2 separate regions of the Mus musculus genome follow, and region 1 is linked to region 2. Evidence: chromatin contacts called from public Hi-C data. All regions are on one chromosome and are shown on one strand. Each heading gives the region's core, a stretch centred on a gene start, on an enhancer-like site or on the middle of the called end of the contact. The rest is flanking DNA. Distances are from core to core; before and after follow the strand shown. Region 1 overlaps Gsap (gamma-secretase activating protein). Region 2 overlaps Gm42222 (a long non-coding RNA gene).

Region 1 (4,567 bases), core at 1,253-3,752, 67 kb after region 2:
CTATATTTGGGTCCTTTCAGCAAAATCTTGCTAATATATGCAATGGTGTCAGCGTTTGGAAGCTGATTATGGGATGGAACCCTGGATATGGCAGGCTCTAGATGGTCCATCCTTTTGACACAGCTCCAAACTTTGTCTCTGTAACTCCTTCCATGGGTGTTTTGTTCCCAATTCTAAGAAGGGACAAAGTGTCCACACTTTGGTCTTCGTTCTTCTTGAGTTTCATGCGTTTGACTCTGGACTTTTATGTAAAGATCTAACTTATAAAAGTCAACTCAACTGGTCTTTAAGACTGTGTTCCAGTAATGATAACCATCTGTGTGGGCTGGAGGCAACTCTGGTCCAGAGGGTCTGATTCTGGCCCCTTACTGCTGTGCTCCCAGGTGCTTTCCCTCGGCAATGTTTACTTGGCACTTAGATTCCTTCTTTTGTTAGCAGAGTTCCTACTTGGATCTATTCTGTGGTTACGTGTGATAGGAAAACCCTTTATACATATTTTCCGCTTGAGTGTCACAAGGCTGTCTTGGGCTTCTGAGGACACACATCTCCCCACATCTTACAGCGGCAGGAGACTTGGAGCCGAGCCTGGGAAGAGCTTTTGTGAGATACTGGTGGGCTAGATGTTTTCTCTGCGGTCTCATTGCTTATTCACACTTTTACCTTGCCATGATATACCGAGAACTACCATCACCCATTTCCTTAGTTTCTCTAATGCTCTTAGCTTAACATTTGAGACAATGGTCATCTCTAGGGATGGAACTGGACTGGATTATGTGGGATGTGATTTAGAATACTAGGATGCTGACCCCCAAACAAGTGTTTGAACAAAATAAGATTCGGGGCTGATCTGACGTACTCCTGTGTCCTGGGAAGGCAAGATTACTGCTGTAGCTGCGCAGCTGGTGAGGCCAAGCCACTCGCCTTGGTTTTGGACTGTGTGTCGCCTGCTTCTTCTTGTTACTTGTTACCTCTAATCTAAGGGGAAAAAAAACTTTTTTGCTGGTCAAAGTCAGAACAACTGTAATTTTTACTTGGTATTTATCATTTATGCCTCACCATCAATAGTCAATGGTGTATGTGTTGTAAAGTGCACTTCCAGATCAATTTCAAAGTGTTGCTTAAAATTAAAATTAAATTAGATCCTACTCCGATATGCTTGCCCAGTCTTGGATTTGGGTGAGATTCCTTGTTTGAACCTTTAAAAACATTAGGCTGAATATTATTAGTTATCATGCTTACCAAGTAGCTTGTATCCCAACTCACCGTTTATCTCGACCACCAAGTAATGACAATGCATAACTCCAGACTGTTCCTCCTCAGCTTCTCCACCAATGTCTTGCTTTTGGCTCAGGATCATTGGGAGAATCTGTTTTCTGCATTACAGCCTGGGAGTACAAATGGAAATCATGCTCAGTAGGCAGACCGCGGTTAGTGGGAATCAGGAAGCAGAAGGAAAACTGTTCTCCACTTCCAGTCTGAAAAGGGATGATTCTGAGGGAATGGGGCAATGGGGCTCACACACTCACATGCTCTCTCTCTCTCTCTCTCTCTCTCACACACACACACACACACACACACACACGTGAGGCCACTAATATGCTGATTCCCTGTCTAGTGTGCTTCTGGCCTTTGGCCCTGTCCCCACTTCCTCAGGCAAACTTCTCCCTGCTGGAGTGGACCTGTCCTGTTAACTTCTGGCCTTAGTTTGAGTTTTTTTAGAAGCAACATCTGTTTAAAAGGATTGAGTGCTATTAGTGTATTTGGGTCATGGAAACACTGCCGGGGCATGATTTTAACCTGAAAGAGGGAAAGGGAGGTCACATTTCTGATAGCAACTGCCAGCTCAAGAGCTCCCAGCCTGGGCTAGCCTCTGTAGATTCACTGTGTTAAAGAGTGATGGGGGCAGAGGGTTGGGCTGGAGAAGGAGGAGTTAGAAGTCAGAGGAAGAGGAAGATGAGGTAGAGGACGATCATCTCCATAGCAAGAGAGCATCACAAGGACCCGGCCTTTATTTTGCCAGAAAGGGAATCCTACAGTTAAGGTTGCATCTGGACACACTTAGGAAACAGAGTTGTCAGGAGTAGCTTCTGGATTTGATAAGCATATGAGAAAAAGCACAAGTCAAAAGTGACTCAGCCTCTGTATAAGTGTGTGTATGCCTATGTGAGATTTTGTGTATTAGTGTGAGTATGTGTCTGAGTTTTTTAATATGTGAATGTGAGTGTGTGTGAGTACTGTGTGTGTGTGTTTGTGTGTAAGTGTGTGTTTACGTGTGAGTATATGTGTGAGTGCTTGCACGTGTGTATGTGTTTGTGTGTGAGTGTGCTTGCATGTGTGTGAGTAAGAGTATTTGTGTGTTTGTATGTGAGTATGTGTGAGGGTATGTGTGAGTGTTTATGTGTGAATGAGTGTGTGTGTGTGTGAGTGAGTGTGTGTGTTAACAGGAGTTAGAGAAAGTATTTGGTTTTACACATGATGAGTTTGAGATGGGAATTAGACATCCAGAGATGTGACGTAGGGATTTAGTCTGAGTCAGAGCTCAGGCCAGAGGAGGCTGGGGTTGGAGAGTGCCCTTGGGAATCACCAATAAGCCCCATGGAAGGTTTTTTCCTGTTAATGTTTCAGAAGTACAACTGGGCTTGGTGGTGTAGCCCTTGTTAAACCAGAACATAAGGGGTAGACAGAGGAGGGTCAGGAGTTGATAGTCATCCTTGACTACATAAAACTACATGAAACCCTGTCTTAAAACACTATTTACCTGAAAAAAGAGATGATACAGCCAGAAAGGACTATAGAATGTGTCACGATGTTTTGTCCTTTGAACAGATACATTGGAAAGATTTCTTTTGTCTGACAACAAATGGTTACCGTATAAGTCATTTTACTAAAAAAAAAAAAAGAAAAGTAGTCTCCTGCAAAGTGTTGTTTAACACTCTGTTGTTTAAAATGCGATTTCTTTCCCCATTGCAAAAGAGACAACCTATAACATACTTCAAGTAAAAGATTCTCTGATCCACATACTGTATAGTCAGCTTTTACCAGCACCCTCTTTCCTTGGTCATTGTATAGTTGATGTTTGTTTAGAAAATGATCTTCCATAGGAAAAGGCCCCAGGGTCAATTCTGTGTCTTCTTTGTAGGGCTGCATTTGACACCGGATACAGTAGATCTTTCTTGGGCAGCATCTGGGGTAGCCACTTGTGTTGGAACCCCACTGTCATAAAGATTCCCCAGAGTCTTCATGCCATTAGGACAGATGAATACGTATTCCAAGGAACTGTGGTTTATCTCAAGATCTCCACTGGGAAGGACATGCCTATTATTATTCAGAGACATTCCTGTTGGTAGTGGTTGACTCCCACATTTATGGTAGTGGTACTGCTTAAATGCCTGGCCTGGAGATTAGTGGAGGAAGATGGTTCATACTATTGAGAATAAAATAATTTAAATGATAGTTGGAGACAGTTGGATTCATGCTGTAAAAGCCAGATATAGGGTGATTCCTTATTTTTCTTTCTATAGTTTTCCCTGGCTTCCCACAAATGGTGGGTTTTTCATGCAGTTAGAATGTCTGTGTAATAATTTAGTTTTAGTAGGAAAATTGTTTTCCCTTCTTGTTCTCAATTTTCACAATATTTTTATTCTATTTTTCTTTTTGACTCTCTTCAACACCAAATGCCTTTCTTATTTCTGGAGCCATGTTTTAGGTACCAAGCAGATTCCCACAGTTCCTCACTGTCAGGGTGACATAGTCTAGAGTCAACTGAGAAAAGATTCTCAGTTAAGGGATTGTCCAAATCAGATTGAGCTGTGGATGTGTCTGTGGGGGGATCCTTTTGACTGTTAATCAGTGCAGGAATGCCCATCCCACCATGGGTGGCACCATTCCCTAGGCATGTGGTTCTGGGCTATACAAGAATCTAGTTAAGTATGAGCCTCTGAAAAGTCAGCAAGCAGCCTTTGTCAGTGGTTTCTGTTTCAAGGTCTTGCTTGAGTTCCTGCCCTGACTTCCCTCATGGATGGACTGCGACTTGGGTGTGTAGGCCAAACAAACAGCCACCTTTCCTCCCTTAAGCCACATTTAGTCATGGTGTTTGTCATAGCAACAGAACGAAACTAGATCACTCATCATTGCTTTTGTCCTGTCAACAGGAAGGCAGCTTTGTGAATCGATGTGCTGTCCTGCCACTTGGCTTTTCTTTCTTTCTTTCTTTCTTTCTTTCTTTCTTTCTTTCTTTCTTTCTCTTCTTTTTTCCCCCATCATAAACCATGGTACTCATCAAACATTTGACTTTCCATTCTGTAGTTTATATTTGTGAGTCAACATAATAGCTTAATGCTGCTTGCCTTTTCAAGTGGTTTGTGTGTTCAGAAGGAGTGTGTACATGTAAGAATATTTTTGCACGAGTGTGGAGTGTGAACTCATGTGGAGGATGGTTTAACGTCAGGTGCCTTCCTCCGTAGGTCTGTTTTCTTCTGTGTGAGTCAGGAGCTCTCACTGAACCCAGAGCACATGGATTTGGCCACACTGGCTGGCCCATGAGTTAGATGAATCAGCTGGTCTCCAC
Region 2 (5,220 bases), core at 2,086-4,585:
TGAATAAAGCCCTGTCCTCTGCAGGAGCAGGAAGCTCCTGTAACCCCTGAGCCCTCTCTAGCCTTTTGCAACTTTTAGCTAAGCATTGAAAGTGCTCTTCCCACCCTGCCTGCCCTCTGGTGGAGCTGCCAAATCAGACAAGCTGTGAAGGGGAACCGAGGAGACCAAAGTTAGCAGCAATGGCAACCACCCGAACAAGTAAAGCCACTGGCTGACCCACAAGAGACTTGTGTCTTGTTTTTTTCCGGGATTAAGTACCAGCAACAGTGTCTCTTCTCCTAAGAGTCTACCCTGACTAGTAGTTTTACACGGGTGCTTTTTCTTCTGGTGGTCTTGCTGACCTGGGAACTTTCCCCTGAGATCCAGCTGTGGAACAGAATTCAGGTTGCAAGGGTATGAGAAGTGGCTGACTGGTCTCCAGCTCTGGGAGAGGGAGGATGCCCCAACAGGACATCCGTGTAAGCCCCTCAGCTCCACACTAGCTTGCATTTCTGCACAGCAGAGTCAAGACCTGAATAGGTCTGGAGTGAATGCTCAGTGAGATAGCAGAGCCAGCCAGAGTGCTCTGTAAACAGTGAAGTGCACCAGGGTGCCAACCGGGTGGTGCTGACAGACAACCCCCCCCCCCCCGCCCCCGAATCAACATTTAACTCCACTAAGTTGTGTGTCTTAACAAGAGAAATAATCAGTATATCCTTCTAATCTTTAGCAAATAATGGGAGGCTTTGGTCTCAGATTCGTAAGAAAAGCAAATTATATGTCCCAATGTGACTCAGACCTGTGTGCAACTATCTAGATTCACTTTTATTTTTAATTATAGCACCAGCAGAGGGGAAGGTTTAAAATTACACCTTTCAGAACCAGTCATTATTTAGTGACTCTGCATTTCAAAGATATTGCTCATGCCTTTTAAAAAAATTACCATGTTCTATTATTATTGCCTTGGCCTAAATATAAATTTATTGTCAAAGTGGTGATAACTGGCTTTTGGAGTCCTATTTTTAAACGTTTTCACGAAGCTGTAATAATTTGGAAGATTTAAGTGAGCAAACATATTAAATGTTCAAGTTGCTTTTCCCTTTAATTCTGTGTGTCTGGGGATACATGTGAAACACAGAACGATATAGTGAGAGACGCAAGGCCTGTACTTCTTTTTCTCCCTCACACACAATCTTTCATCCATCTCTTACTCCCCACTACACTGGGTTATACTAGAAGAATAACAAACATGAAAACATATGAAACATAGCAAACACAGGTGCTTGCTCCAAGTCATTCTTACTTTTTACCAGGTAGTGGCAATAGCCTCCTGTCCTGTTCTTCTTAGGATATTCCTTTTTCTTTTCCTTTTTTTTTTTTTTTTTTTGAAACAGGGTCTCACAATGTAGGCCTGACTATGTAGACCAGGTTGGCCTCAAACTAGCAGAAACCAGAACCAGCCGGCCTCCCTCTGCCTCCTGTGTGCTTAGATGTAAAGGCTTATGTCGTTATGCTGCACCTTAGAACGTTCTGAACAGTAGCACTCATGGCATTAGAGTTCAAGTTAGAAAACATCACTTACTCAAAATCCTCTGAGGACCTTTCCTTCTCAGCTGCGTCCCCTCCTCCCCTGGGGAGCCACCCCAGCCTTCCTAAGCATGGCAGGACCCCCACCATCTCAGGGTCTTGTCGTGGGGTGTTCTTTCCTAATCTCTCTGCAAGAGTGGCTTCCTCTCTTTTTTGGATCTGATCATCTCGGTGAGCCTTCCTGCTGCGACCTTTAGCGCTCACCCATCCTTACCTGGGCTCCGATATTCGCCACCATCTAACATACTTACCTACCATACGCCTCCCCTCTAGAATATGGAATGTAGTTCCCAGGAGGGCAAGAGCTTTTGACTGTTCCACCCTCAACACACAAGAGAGTACTTGTCTCAAAGTAAGTGCTAAGGCAATGTTTGTTGAATGAATGAATGAATGAATGAATGAATAAAACATAGATAAGCTGTGGCCCTTGTGCATTTGCAACTCTTCACAAACAGCAAATTGTTCATCAAAACATTACAGGAAAAATTCGGAAACTTTTGAATTGTCTGCTGATGAGGACTGTTGTTTTAATGTAAAACGAATATCCTTTTTTTCTCTTTCCTCAAGCGTTTGCTCTGCCGAGTCTCTGGCTTCTCTTCCTCCCCAGTCTCCACACAGGTGTTACGACGGGGCATCCTGCTTCGGTTTCCTGTCTTGGCTCATCTTCGTCTGTGCACAATCTCGTCTACTTTTATGGCTCCCATTATTTCGTGGCCTTGGATTTCTCTCCAACTTACAAGTCCAGCATTGACATTTATTGTTGGTCTAAGTTTTGTTTTTCTGGGCTGAGCCACCTTTCAAGATCTTAAACCTCATTGCTTAAAGCCAGATTTATCTTTTTTCCCCCTTAAAACTGGATCCTGTTCCAGCTATCTATTTCTGCTAATGATCTTGCCTTCTTCTAAGTCTGGAAGCATTTCAAGGCTTATAGTCATGAAATGTTACATAATGCGTCTTCACACTGTCAAGTCTGTTTCTTAGTCTCCTAGAGAAGTCACCTTCCTTTTTTCCTCTGAGATCCCGTATTTTAGCACACTGTGAATCAGCTGGTGGTGCTGGTCCACTGGGCCTGTTCTGGGCTAGCAGTGCTCATCTGAGTCTAGTCTTCTGTTTCACCGCTAAAGAGTCAATTCTGTTTCAGAATACAGACCTGACATTGTCCAGGTTTATTTATTTATTTATTTATTTATTTATTTATTTTTAAAGAAAAGACCTTTTCTAGGTCATAGAAAATTCAACTAGTCACAAAAAGAATTTAAAATATGGGTCAGTGGGTAAACATTCCCAAGAACATGGGTTCAGTTCCCAGACCTGCTGTAGTATAGGTGAGCCTACACTCACAAACACACATCATACATACATGTGCACACATATACAATAATAATAAAAAATAAAAAGTCAAATCAGTCGTCATGATTAACTCAGATTGATTATTAACATTGTGATGCATATATAGCCTTTTGGTTTTCTTTCTCTGTCCAAGTTATGATTATATTTTTAAACCATGAAGGGATTCTTTATATCTTTTTTGTTATTGTTGTTCAGTTTGCAGACTTGCTCCCTGAGTTTGCTGGACTTCCGTACCTTTTTCACTATGTGATGCTGTTTTTACGTGACTGCTCCTACGAGGGGGGCTAAGGACTTGGTACAGCCGAGCAGATGCATCCTCTCTGGACTTTGATTCCTGAGCTGTTGACTCAGAGCAGCAGGGATGACGGATGACGCAGAGTCCACTGTGGCCTGGGCAGCAGCTATGGCAGCTGCATCCGGTTTCCAGTTGAGAGAAAGACAGCTGTTCTGAGGCAGTATGCAATGTCCTGCATCCAAGGACTTCGCAGTGTGAGCCACGGGGTCAGCCTTTGGCAGCTGGGCTGGTGACTTCATGGGAGCAGCCCTGTGGAATGCAAGGGTGTGACTCTTGCCTGGATGATTCTCCTTCCCACCTCTGCTTCTTGAATTAGCTTAAAAGTCAACTTAATTTATTGGCAACAGAAACTAAGCTGTCAACAATAGTGTGCTCTTACAATAATCCTTTCCATGTGGCTTGTGCTTGTCTGAATGCTGTCTGTGATTTAGCTTGTCATTTTTACAACAACCCTGTGAAACAGAGACTGGTATTAGCCCCATTTTATGGATGATCAAACTGAGCTATGGGAAGACTAGGTTATCCAACCAAGGCTACACAGTTGTCAGTGGTGCCTCTGAAGCTCAAACCCCTCCACTCTGGCCTCATTCTTAGGAGTGTTGATTGGTCTACATATTCTTTTATAACTTCTTTTTTCATGTGACAAAATTTAATGAGCATTTCTGTGTTGTTAAATATTCAGGTAAGTTGTATAGTGTTCAAAGGGTGATTCATGGTCTACCCAACCGACTCCCTATTGTTAAACACTAAGGATATCCTAGTGCATAAACATTTTAAGTTTTAGGCTAGCATATGAAGTCATGGCTTCATCATGCCAGTCTCACCCATGTGTCATGATGCTTCATTCTTATCTGTTCCCTTTTATACTGAGTCCTAACATCCATGACTTACTTCCTTACACTGAAGGCCCAAAAGTGGGTGGGATGTTTGGTGTCTTAGTCAGGGTTTCTATTCCTGTGCAAACATCATGACCAAGAAGCAGTTGGGTAGGAAAGGGTTTATTCAGCTTACACCTTCTACATTGCTGTTGATCATCAAAGGAAGTCAGGACTGGAACTCAAGCAGGTCAGGAAGCAGGAGCTGATGCAGAGGCCCTGGAGGGATGTTCTTTACTGGCTTGCTTCCTCTGGCTTGCTCAGCCCGCTCTCTTATAGAACCAAGACTACCAGCCCAGAGATGGTCCCACCCACAAGGGGCCCTCCCCGCTTAATCACTAATTGAGAAAATGCTCCACAGCTGGATCTCATGGAGGCATTTCCTCAACTGAAGCTCCTTTCTCTGTGATAACTCCAGCCTGTGTCAAGTCCACACACAAAATCGGCCAGTACATTTGGTCAAAGGGAAATTTAACTACCTTCTAGAAAGGCAATCCCAATTTTGTTTTTATACACAGCAATATATATGGGCATTCTGTTTCCCTGAGTTATTAACATTGAACATTTAAGTGGTATGTGTATGTGTGTGTGTGGTGAAAAATGATAGATATTTTTTCTTTTAAATTTTGAAATTCTTTAAAGATTTAAAAATACAATTTTAGGGGCTGGGAGGTAGCTTAATTGGTAAAGTGGTGGAGACAGGAATCTGATCCCTAGAACCAATGTCATAAGCCATTCTTGCTGTAGAGTGCTTATAATTCCAGCCCTGGGGAGAAGGGAAGGGGAGGCTCCCTGGAGCTGCCTGTTGTCTCTTTTGCCTAATTGGCAACTCCTGGGTCACAGTGACAGACTCTGCTTCAAACCAGTGAGAATGGCTTCTGAAGAATGTCACCTGAGACTGACTGCTGGTCTCTGTGGACAGGCACACATATAAGTCTGCACACTTGAACATACATGCGCATTCTCCCACACGAACACATGCACATGCAAAACATTCGGCCATTTGTTTAGTCCTTTCATAATTTTTTTCATCATCTATAAGATGAAGTTGAGACTACTCAAGACTCTTTCTGCCTTTTTTGTTTATTTCTGTTTTTTCTTTTCTTTCTTTTTTTATTAGATATTTTTCTTTAT

What was found. A called contact is a pair of places that touch in the nucleus more often than the background predicts.
Region 1: a Hi-C map of muscle stem cells shows a contact between it and region 2, with 2.1 times the contacts expected there. The contact joins two enhancer-like sites. A contact is called at or near these places in 4 of 484 Hi-C or Micro-C datasets (Sertoli cells, liver, muscle stem cells and 1 more) and 2 of 115 datasets of contacts at active chromatin or transcription factors (embryonic stem cells and pancreatic cancer cells).

What each region holds. Positions count from the first base shown.
Region 1 is chr5:21,209,054-21,213,620 of GRCm38.p6, forward strand. The region is part of intron 5 of Gsap (gamma-secretase activating protein); the gene reads left to right. Among named protein-coding and RNA genes, the nearest start is that of Gsap, 25 kb to the left of the region's middle. Within about 2 kb of position 2,503, at least 8 of the 459 cell types and tissues checked have an H3K27ac peak or open chromatin away from gene starts, as enhancers often do. A contact at or near this core is called in muscle stem cells, where this site is marked.
Region 2 is chr5:21,141,351-21,146,570 of GRCm38.p6, forward strand. Gm42222 (a long non-coding RNA gene) reads left to right here. Exons shown (of 3, transcript XR_880865.1): 3 at 3,112-3,611. Among named protein-coding and RNA genes, the nearest start is that of Gm42222, 5.9 kb to the left of the region's middle. Within about 2 kb of position 3,336, at least 113 of the 459 cell types and tissues checked have an H3K27ac peak or open chromatin away from gene starts, as enhancers often do. A contact at or near this core is called in muscle stem cells, where this site is marked.